Regions from separate parts of the Hordeum vulgare genome. Here region 1 is linked to region 2. The links are chromatin contacts, called in public Hi-C maps. All regions are on one chromosome and are shown on one strand. Each heading gives the region's core, a stretch centred on a gene start, on an enhancer-like site or on the middle of the called end of the contact. The rest is flanking DNA. Distances are from core to core; before and after follow the strand shown. Region 1 holds the start of LOC123427050 (plant UBX domain-containing protein 1). Region 2 holds the start of LOC123427047 (elongator complex protein 3).

What was found. A called contact is a pair of places that touch in the nucleus more often than the background predicts.
Region 1: a contact with region 2 is called in a Hi-C map of seedling, with 5 times the contacts expected there. The contact joins the promoter of LOC123427050 here to the promoter of LOC123427047 in region 2. A contact is called at or near these places in 3 of 6 Hi-C or Micro-C datasets (leaf and seedling) and 1 of 1 datasets of contacts at active chromatin or transcription factors (embryo).

The regions. Positions count from the first base shown.
Region 1 is chr2H:534,352,587-534,358,054 of MorexV3_pseudomolecules_assembly, reverse strand. LOC123427050 (plant UBX domain-containing protein 1) reads right to left here and starts at 3,709. Exons shown (of 8, transcript XM_045110987.1): 1 at 3,472-3,709; 2 at 2,056-2,158; 3 at 1,896-1,964; 4 at 1,694-1,767; 5 at 1,113-1,242; 6 at 54-158. The coding sequence starts at 3,624.
Region 2 is chr2H:533,985,508-533,990,791 of MorexV3_pseudomolecules_assembly, reverse strand. It overlaps LOC123427047 (elongator complex protein 3), which reads left to right and starts at 2,797. Exons shown (of 9, transcript XM_045110984.1): 1 at 2,797-3,350. The coding sequence starts at 2,863. LOC123427049 (26S proteasome non-ATPase regulatory subunit 6) reads right to left here and starts at 2,631. Exons shown (of 8, transcript XM_045110986.1): 1 at 2,387-2,631; 2 at 2,175-2,289; 3 at 1,345-1,435; 4 at 1,108-1,253; 5 at 795-1,014; 6 at 602-710; 7 at 306-474; 8 at 1-202. The coding sequence starts at 2,528. The coding sequence ends at 28.

The DNA of each region.
Region 1 (5,468 bases), core at 2,460-4,959, 370 kb before region 2:
AGTAAAGATTGCTTATTTTCTAATCATGATAATAGTTTTTAAGAAATACATACCTTCTGGCAGATCATAAGAAAAGAAGACATTAGCTCCAGGAACAAAGCCAATTGTGTAGAAGTCCTGTGAGGTGTCCATTATTCGCTTCTTTGGAGGAACTGTGTCTGTTGTGGAGTCAATAAAAACAACATTAAGAAGTTGTAACTGGTACATCTCTAATACACGATTACAGGTGATCTATGGAAATCCCAAGTGAAAACTGAAAAGTCCAATGGATGGATACTAGAGGATCCTCAAACATCTACAAGTTCAATCGAAGGTAATATGGCATATGGGTTCCAGGACAGATATTGTATCTAAAACATGCAATATCAAGCTGACAAAAATTTGGACACTGGTGATATTCAGATCAAGGGCATAAGAAAATGATAATTGATCCACTGGTGTCACCAAGCTTGTCAAAAGACCACACAATCAGAACACTTTCAAATTTGGGTACTTAGGAACTCAACAAGTCAGTGCTGTGAAGAGTTGCATACCAAATTGAATTTGATTAATTTATAGCAGTTCATAACAAATTAACAATCGATTCATAAAAATATGTAAAACCCTTTGCTCAGAGCACTGAAATTTTGTTCACATTATGTAAAGCTAGCCCATCAAACTATTTATAGGACACTAGTTGTTTCCCTGTTTGTCATGATTGTCAAAAGACCATACAATCAGAACACTTTCAAATTTGGGTACTTAGGAGCTCAACAAGTCAGTGCTGTGAATAGTTGTATACCAAACTGAATTTGATTAATTTATAGCACTTCATAACAAATGATTCATAAAAATATGTAAAACCCTTTGCTCAAAGCACTGAAATTTTGTTCACATGATGTAAAGCTAGACCATCAAATTATTTATAGGACACTAGTTGTTTCCCTGTTTTTCATGATTGTCAACATATACATTTGCTACTCATACACAAATGTTTTATCATTGGAAACACTGAGCCGACCTTAACCAAACCAGGGTGAAATAAAAGGAACTGGTGAACAGGAAACGAGGAAAGGGAAAATATTACTTGTCAAACTCTACATCAGTCATCTGAAAAGAGCAGTGGAACTTACAAAGATAGAATGGCAGGTCTGGTCTAGCAATTACTTTCATGAGAAGATCCAACAGACTATGTACTGTCTCTGATGGATGAAACTCAACCTCAAGAATGTAACCATCAGGGAATCGAACCCTCATCACTGCCTACAGTTAAGAAGGTTAGCAATAAAATGGAATTTGTGCTGAAACTAGATTCGGATATGGACGAATAAAATAAACCAATTAAATGAGGATGAGACAGGGCATTGTCTACTACTAAATTAATAATACTGAATTAATAAGAAAAGGCAAAAGGAGCTACTTTGAAAATAAATAATCAGAACTATGTGCATCATTTGAAGTATTTCTACATAAGATTTCACATGCCAACAGATAGACTTTGCAGATTATTATTTTTGCGAGAATAGACTTTGCAGATATATTTACTCTAGGAAACAAATTTGCCCTTAAAACATGTCCGAAGGTACTGTTAATATAAGGCTAGATAAAAATCAATAAGCAAAATACAATCAGCTAGAGGAGAAAAAGTAGTATTAGTCCTACATAATAATAATAACAACTAAATAGTGGCATAGTGCATCATATTCCTTCCTACCTTTGTTAGCCTTGCTCGTTGAGCAGCAAGTTCTGCTTCCCTTATTTTACGAGTCTTCAGAACTTTCGATTGTTCTGCAAGGTGTCAAGTTTAAACATGGTTACAGTTAAGAAATTTGAAAGGTTGGGCAATGCCAAGTAGAATGTTTAAGTAATAAAAATGCAACTGTTCTCAGACAATATTAAAAGAGCATTTAAGTAACCTGCAAGCCTATTGGAAATCAACTTGTAATAATCACCAGGCTGAAGCTCATAAAAGTCATCGTCTTCCTCTGCATGAATCATGCTTTCATGTCACAATGCAATTATCATAAAGAGACATAACAGAATTGAAGTAAAGCAAAAGCAAATAAATGCATTTACCCTGATCTGCCCTGGGCAATTTGCTAGTCATCAGCTCAAATGTTGTGCTTGAAAATATCCGGATCTCATGTCCAAGCTCTTGTCCCACTGCTTTCAGCTTCTCCTGTGATTTTGAAGAAAATGTAGTTGTCAGACTTCATTTTACGTTTTCACTATTCTATTCGTGGAGAAGTGATGATACAAAGGTTCTGACCAAAGAAGAACACTCTCTCATGGGCAGATGAATACAAGTGCTATGACTAATTGTTTTACACTTCATATAATTATCGAACCTATCGATTATTTAGACAAGAAAGCATAAAGCAACCACTTGAGCAGAAAAGTCTAATGACTAATCATGGGTCCTTATTCCAAAAAGGATCAATGTGAGAAGAAATACGGCACAAAAATGTATTCCAAATGAAGCGATAGATGTCTTTCTGAAGTTCAGACAGCTTTCAATCATATTTGACACCAGAGGGCACACAATTATGAATAATTGAGCATCTATCACAAGCAAAACAAAAGAGTATTGATGTTGTCAATAACAAGTTGACAGCATGTAGGTTTCAGCCATTACGCTGTTCTGCAGAGCACCTGGCAGCCTCCCTCCAAACTTCTCCCAAGATACAGTACTGCTTTTCTGCCAATCAACCGGTAACCATACATGCCTAGCACGAACAAGGCATTGTAAAAACTTAAAGAGCTTCATGTAGACGAAGCTACAGATGGCACCTAAACCTCTCATGGCCATCAATGTTCGTACAGACGGAATCTCTCAAATGCAAACCATAGAGGCTACAGAATGCGGTGGTAAAACACTAATCCTTCACTTCCAAGAATGTTTGCAGGAATCTGACACAAAGAAACAACAACAGGCTCTTCATTTGCTGGGATCTACAAATTCTTTGGACCTTAACCGATCTACAGAGCTTATTTCCCCCCTTGAGACCTCGTGCAGCCAACAGCGATAAAGACGAACCCTCATTTGAAAGAATCCATGGATTAAAACCTAGGTCAAAGAACTCGTCTTCCGCAAGGCATGCAGCCAGGTGGATTCCCCAATCACACAAACTGGGTGTACAAGTAAAGAATCACTCCTCCACACACAAAGTTGGCAAGTAAAGAAACATCAAGAACTGCAATTTCTAGCACAACGCACCAATGCCCAAGAACCAGCGCACCATCGCTGCGCCCTTTCCAGCCAAGAACGCCCCGCTAACCCCCCACGCAAAGAATCCGGAGAGAGCGCGCCCACCACCCGATCCAAGGCGCGAATCCTCGCTTTACCCCACCCATCCCGCCGCCAAAAACTCCGCCCCCAACCAAAGATCGCGCGGCCTTTACCGTGCCCATCCCGCCGCCAAGAACTCCGCCCCGCCAAGAACTCGCCCAAGAAACCCAAGAGGAGCGGGGCGCGGGAGGGGGGAGACGTACCGGGACCCGAGGCGGCGCCTGCTGCTCCGGCCGCGTCTCCTCCTCGTCGAGATCCATGGACAGCAGCAGCTCGATCCCTCCCTCGTCCTCCTCCCTTTTCCGGCGCCTGGAGCAGAGGCGGAGAGGGTTTATTTGGGGGTACTCTGCTTCCATTGGGGTCGGGCACGGCCTTCGTGGCACCGTCAGGGAACCGGCTTCGTGACGGGGCACCGCGAGTGGGGCCGCGGCTGCAGGTCGGGTCAGGTCTAGTAAAGGTGCTGGTGCGTGCAGGCGCGTGACCGTAGCCCCATTTATACTGGTCTGTGTGGCACGCGGGGGCGGGGCGCAGCCGAGCTGCGGAGGCTGACAACCGGGTCCCAGGCGAGGGGTGAATCTTTCCGTCGAAGATATCTCCGGGTTTTTTCTTTTTTGCCGGATTTTCTTGGAAGATATCTTGGGTCCTGTTTGGAACGCGGGTAAAAGATATCGTAGGAAAGGTCTAAAACGTTAGGAATGAGAAAGGAAAGTATAGAAAGTATAAGTGAATCGTAGGAATGGAGACTATTGAATAGCATTCAATTGCTGGTGTGTGGGAGGAGGGAGGGGTTCATTATAATTTTAAACCAAAACCACTACAATCGTGCTAAGGATACTCCAAAACCATCAATTTTGTCGAAAATCAAAAATAATCACCACTTGTGTGGCAAGTGAGTAACACATAGCACTAAACTAGAGTCTAGCCGCGTCTAACACCAAAACTAGCCAACCTGGCCCACCCATCGGAGCCACGTGGGCTCGGACAGACGGTGCGCCGAGACGATCGTTCCCGCCGCTGGTTAAGCCCGTCTTCGCCGCGCGTGGTGCTCTCATTCCCCTCCCTTCTCTATTTATTCTCCCCTCCACCGTACCTGTCGACGCCCATCGCCGCCATCCATCGCCATCAGCCACCGCCAACGGGGAGGGACGCCATGGTTTCTTGGTCTGATGTTTCTTACTCGTCTTCATCGTGTGATGATGATTGTGTGACCCAGGTTCGCTTCTGCTCAGATGGATCTAGGGTTATGGTTCTAGGGAGAAAGGGGAATTTTGTTACGTGTAGAAATTGAACTCATTTTCCTTATGTTTATGCACCTCCCACCATGGAGTGCACGGAATGGAGCGGCCTGGCTATGAATCATCCTGCATTGTGTGAGCATGGAGCCCCCGTGAGAAGTTGGTGGCGTTTCGATCCACTCATAGCGGCAGGAGGTTTCTAGGCTGTGCAAAAAAGGTGAACTAGCAGTGCAATTAGGTGTTAAGGTACTTGAGCCATAGTCTGTTCATAAAATTATAATCTGTGAAATTACAATGTTTTGTTCATAAAATTATAAGTCTGCCATAGTCTTCTTCATAAGTATTAATGTTTTTTTATTTTTTGCACACAATAATAGGATGCACCCAAGTGCAAGCATGTGCAAGGGATTGATTCTGAGTGGCCAATCCCATTGAAGCAAGCTTTAGCTGCTATCTAGGATATGTATGACAAGGAGTTTGATGACAAGTTGAGACAGAATGTAGTTAATGCTGAAGAAGTCTTCAAGGTAGTGCAAGATAAGAGGAAGATGGAAAATGACCTGAGGTTCTTTAAAGTTGACTTTGCTAAAATGGTGGCTGACAAGGAGGATGCAATTTCCGAGTTAGGCAATGCACAGATAGCTCTAAGTGACTTCAAGGAAGAGCTTGAGAAAAAGAACTTGGCTGTGAAAGCAGACACTAACATCCATCAGGTACTAAGGGCCAAAGCAGAGAAAGAAAGAGACCAAGAGAAGCTAGAGAAGGTGAACCTGCTGTAGGAGATGGACCAAATCAAGAAGGAGAGGAACAGTTTGTTGGAGGAGAGGGAGAAGTTGAAGCAAGAGAAAAGGCACCTGGAGGCCAGGAAGGGGAAAATCAGGAAGATCAAGGAAATAACTGAAGAATGATTCAATGTTGTTGTAGTACTATCTGTTATTTGTGGCACTAAAATTGCAAGATATTTG
Region 2 (5,284 bases), core at 1,548-4,047:
AGCTGCTCCAAACCTCACAAAGAAAGCCTACAGGTCAATGACTCGCGACAGCTTCTGTATGCGATTCAGCAGGAAGTCTCCCTGCTTGATGGTCGACTGGTAGAAGGCATTCCGTGCATCAGGTCGGTTCGTCTCCAGGACACCAGCAACCTTATCAATCTTGCAGTGAAGTTTCCCAGCAGCAATAAAGCGCGACAATTCCCTGTGTAGGGAGGAGAAAATTAGTGACATTAACTATCATACACAGTATCAGCACCAGGAGATGATGCATGACATGCCAGAATAACATCAACAAGAAATCTTACTGGTCTATGAAATCAACTGTCACACCAAATGCGGCAGCCATTGCCTCCATTGTCACACTCTTGTATGACTCAAGGAACTGCGAATAGACAACAGTGCGCACTTCACGCATGAAGTAGCGGAAATGTGGTTGCAAGTATCGGTCTAACTTGATCTGCTCCGTCAGGCCAGCTGAAAACAAACATGGACTAGATATGAGAAATCCAAAGAGTTAACCCCACCAGAACAGCCAAACAAGCATCACTGCTCATCAGAACAAATGCAAGAATATGACAGGATAAAGCGGTCCTTCACTTACAGAATGCCACAAAAAATGACTTGTACTGACAATCGTAGAGGGAATTGAGAAATTCCGAGAGGTGAGGTACTTTGCCGATAACAGCCAGGATCTCAGGTGCGTCTACAACCTGTCAACAGTATTGTTAAATAGGTATCCTATCTACATTCCAGCTAACAAAGCAGACTTGAAAGGAGAAAAGATGAATATGTACCTTTTGTTTTAGAGATACGCGGTCCAATGTGATAACACTTGTAAGGACCGTGTAAAAGATGAACGTATCATAGGGGAACAACTCATAAGTTGTGAAAGTTGAAACGGAATCCAAAAATAAGCTAGTAGCCTTCTTGAAATTTCTAGTGGCCATGCAGTACAAGCCTTCATACACTTTCAACCTGTTCTTCCTCTCCCAATCACCACCCTCTTCAAACAAGCTTCGATCAGGAAAGGAGGTTGCTCAGTATTACACATCATAATGCAAAACAAGTACAGTAGCAAATAGCTAAACTACAAGACTTCATACTTACATTTTAGCCTTGTCAACAGACTTTGAGATGAGATCAAAATCCATATGGAAAAGGCCAATCTGTAAAGTGTAGAAAACAAGGTCCATCTTCTGCCCGACAGCTACAGTCTTGCCTTCAGTAACTTTAAGCTGCTCCAGCGCTTTTTCCTGATATTTTGGACATTTAGGTCAGAACAAAATGATGAAACATGCATCGACAACCTTAACACGGTGAAAGCCAGTAGATACATATATATACCTTCTCGCCAACCCTTATGAAATATAAGGATTTGGCTAGATGGGCTTCACGCACTTCACTCTCACCCAAATTCTCTTCAGCATCCGCAATCCTTTATGCATAGATAGGTGAATGATATTAGTCAGTAGAAGCCAAGAACAAACATAACGTAATGTGAAATCAGATGAAACAGAAGAAGGCGGTAAAAAGAAGCAATATACTTCAGAAGTTCAGAGCCTAGATAACACGAGCATACATTTTCATTTGGGCGAAATGGAACAATCTTTGCAGAAAAATTCCGGACTGCTTAAACTGCAGACCTTTCTCGAGACAAGTGATTTGTTTGTGCACACATCAATTCTCTATTTACTATCAAGAGCCGCTGTTCCACTACAGATCTAGATGGTTGTCCATCAGTAACCTTAAACAATATAGGAAAAGAAAATAATACCAACATATCTCATTTAGTATTCCCTACATATCTCATAATACCTACATATCTCATAATACCTACACATTTTAGTATTCCCTACATATCTCATAATACCAACAATATAGGAAAAGAAAATTTGGTAGTACTAATTTTTGAAGACATCCAATACTAGTTAGTACGGAGTACTAGTTATTATAACGCTCAGAAACAACAGGAGCATCAAGAACAAATGAAGGATTCCACAATTACAGTCTAGAGCTCGTAACGCTGCAGGTTTCTCAGGGCTAAATCATCAGAGAATCTATCTGGGGTGGTCAAAGTATATACTAAGATGGAGCAATGTCACAAATACTTGAAACCCTAGAAACTAGCCTGAAATTCGAGCATGAAAAAGGGTAGACCGGGGAGATCCACTCACTTCTCGTCGAACTTGCGGGTCTCCTCCTCGATCCTGCCGCGCATCTCCGCGAGCAGCGCCGCGTCCATCTCCAGCACGCCGTCGGCCGCCAGCGACTCGTACAGCGCCGCCATGTCTGGAATGAAAAACAAGCACATCGGATCGAATCAGACCCCGCCAAAACCGACCCTCGGGCGAGGGAGCAGATTCGAGGAGGAGGCAGGGTTTGGTACCATCGGATTTCACTGCGGCGAGGACGTCGTCGCGGAGGCCGACCTTGGCGAGGTCGTCGACGTCTGGCTGCGAGAGGAGGAACAGCTTGTGCGCCAGCACCAGCTGCGGCTGCTGCTTCCCTTCCTCGCCTCCGCCGTCCATCTCGCCGCCGCCGACTCGCCTCGCCTCGCCGCGCTTTGCTTCTGCCGCAAGAGATGGGGGAAGAGAGAGCAGAGCAGAGCAGAGGAGAAAGGATTTTCCCGTGAGCTTAAAAGAATTTAGTTACTGGCGGCCTATACTTGTTTACACTCTGGTCCCACGTGGATTAATCCGCACCGTCCGTTTCGTGATCTGACGGCTGTGATGGGCGGAGATGCGTCGAACCGGCCGGTAGAGAAGGCAAAGGCCAGACACCGACCGAGCCCAGGTCCCAGTTTCGTCCCTCCCTCCCCCCGAGGCAAAAAAAAAAAAAAACCCTTCGCTGAAACCCTTCCCGATGGCCGCCGCCGTAGCCGCAGCAGCGGCCGACCAGCCGCGCCGCCGGAAGCCAACGCCGGGGCGCGGGGGCGTGGTGCTGCCCGCGGGACTCTCCGAGGAGGAGGCGAGGGTGCGGGCCATCGCGGAGATCGTGTCGGAGATGGGCGAGCTCTCGCGCCGCGGGGAGGACGTGGACCTCAACGCGCTCAAGTCGGCCGCGTGCCGGCGCTACGGGCTCGCCCGCGCGCCCAAGCTGGTGGAGATGATCGCCGCCGTGCCGGAGGCGGACCGCGCGGCGCTGCTGCCCCGCCTGCGCGCCAAGCCCGTGCGCACGGCCTCGGGCATCGCGGTGGTCGCCGTCATGTCCAAGCCGCACCGGTGCCCCCACATCGCCACCACGGGGAACATCTGCGTCTACTGCCCGGGAGGCCCCGACTCCGACTTCGAGTACAGCACCCAGTCCTACACTGGATACGAGCCCACCAGCATGCGCGCTATCCGGGCAAGGTGATTCACTACTACTGATGCTGTTAATACATTGTTAGAAATAGAAAATGCATGCTTCAGTTTGCATTGCAACTGAAACATGAAAATAGTTGTTCAGTAGTCATCTACTTAATCTCTGTGACTGAGAGGTGTGAGGGCAAGGTCTCATTGAACTGTTAATTAGTGCAAACAATAGTTGTTCAGTAGTGATCTACTTAATCTCTACAACAACAAAAACAACCAAGCCTTTCAGTCCCAAACAAGTTGGGGTAGGCTAGAGTTGAAACCCATAAGATCTCGAAACCAAGTCATGGCTCTGGAACGTGGATAGCTAACTTCCACTCACCCCTGTCCATGGCTAAGTCTTTGTCGATATTCCAAACCTTCAGGTCTCTCTTAACGGACTCCTCCCATGTCAAGTTTGGTCTACCACGACCCCTCTTAACATTCTCAGCACGCTTTATCCGTCTGCTATGCACCGGCGCTTCCGATGGCCTCCGTTGAATATGTCCAAACCATCTGAGACGATGCTGGACCAGCTTCTCTTCAATCGGTGTTACCCCAAGTCTCTCTCGTATATCGTCATTCCGTACCCGATCCTTCCTTGTGTGGCCACATATCCATCTCAACATGCGCATCTCTGCCACACCTAACTGTTGGATTGGCCAACACTCCGGGCCATACAACATCGCAGGTCGGATAGCTGTCCTATAAAACCTGTCTTTTAGCTTTTGTGGCACTCTCTTGTCACAGAGTACGCCAGAAGCTTGGCGCCACTTCATCCACCCAGCCTTGATTCGGTGGCCCACGTCTTCACCGATATCGCCATCCTTCTGCAACATGGACCCCAAATATCGAAACGTGTCTCTCTCCGGTACCACCTGCCCACCAAGGCTAACCTCTCCATCCTCGTGCCTAGTAGCACTAAAACTGCATCTCATGTATTCAGTTTTAGTTCTACTAAGCCTAAAACCTTTCGATTCTAGAGTACGCCTCCATAACTCTAACTTTCTATTAACCCCCGTTCGGCTATCATCGACTAGCACCACATCATCCGCAAAGAGCATACACCATGGGATATCTCCTTGTATATCCCTTGTGACCTCATCCATCACCAAATCAAAAAGGTAAGGGCTCAAAGCTGACCCTTGGTGTAGCCCTATTCTAATCGGAAAGTCATCGGTGTCGCCATCACTTGTTCGAACACTTGTCACAACATTATCATACATATCCTTGATGAGGGTAATGTACTTTATTGGGACTTTGTGTTTCTCCAAGGCCCACCACATGACATTCCGAGGTATCTTATCATAGGCCTTCTCCAAATCAATGAACACCATATGAAGGTCCTTCTTTTGCTCCCTGTATCTCTCCATCAGCTGTCGTACCAAGAAGATGGCTTCCATGGTAGACCTCCCAGGCATGAAACCAAATTGGTTTTTGGTCACGCTTGTTAACCTTCTTAAACGGTGTTCAATGACTCTCTCCCATAGCTTCATAGTATGGCTCATCAGCTTGATTCCGTGGTAATTAGTACAACTTTGAACATCCCCCTTGTTCTTAAAGATTGGTACTAAAATACTCCGCCTCCATTCTTCGGGCATCTTGTTTGACCGAAAAATGAGGTTGAAAAGCTTAGTTAGCCGTACTATCGCTATGTCTCCAAGGCCTCTCCACACCTCGATGGGGATACCATCAGGACCCATCGCTTTGCCTACTTTCATCCTTTTTAACTCCTCCTTAACCTCACACTCCTGGATACGTCGCACAAAGCACATGCTGGTATCATCAAAGGAGTTGTCTAGCTCAATGGTAGAGCTATCAACCTCTCCATTGTAAAGGTTGTCAAAGTACTCCCGCCATCTACGCTTGATCGCCTCATCCTTCACAAGAAGCTGATCATCTCCGTCCTTGATGCATTTGACTTCGCCGACATCCCTCGTCTTCCTCTCCCT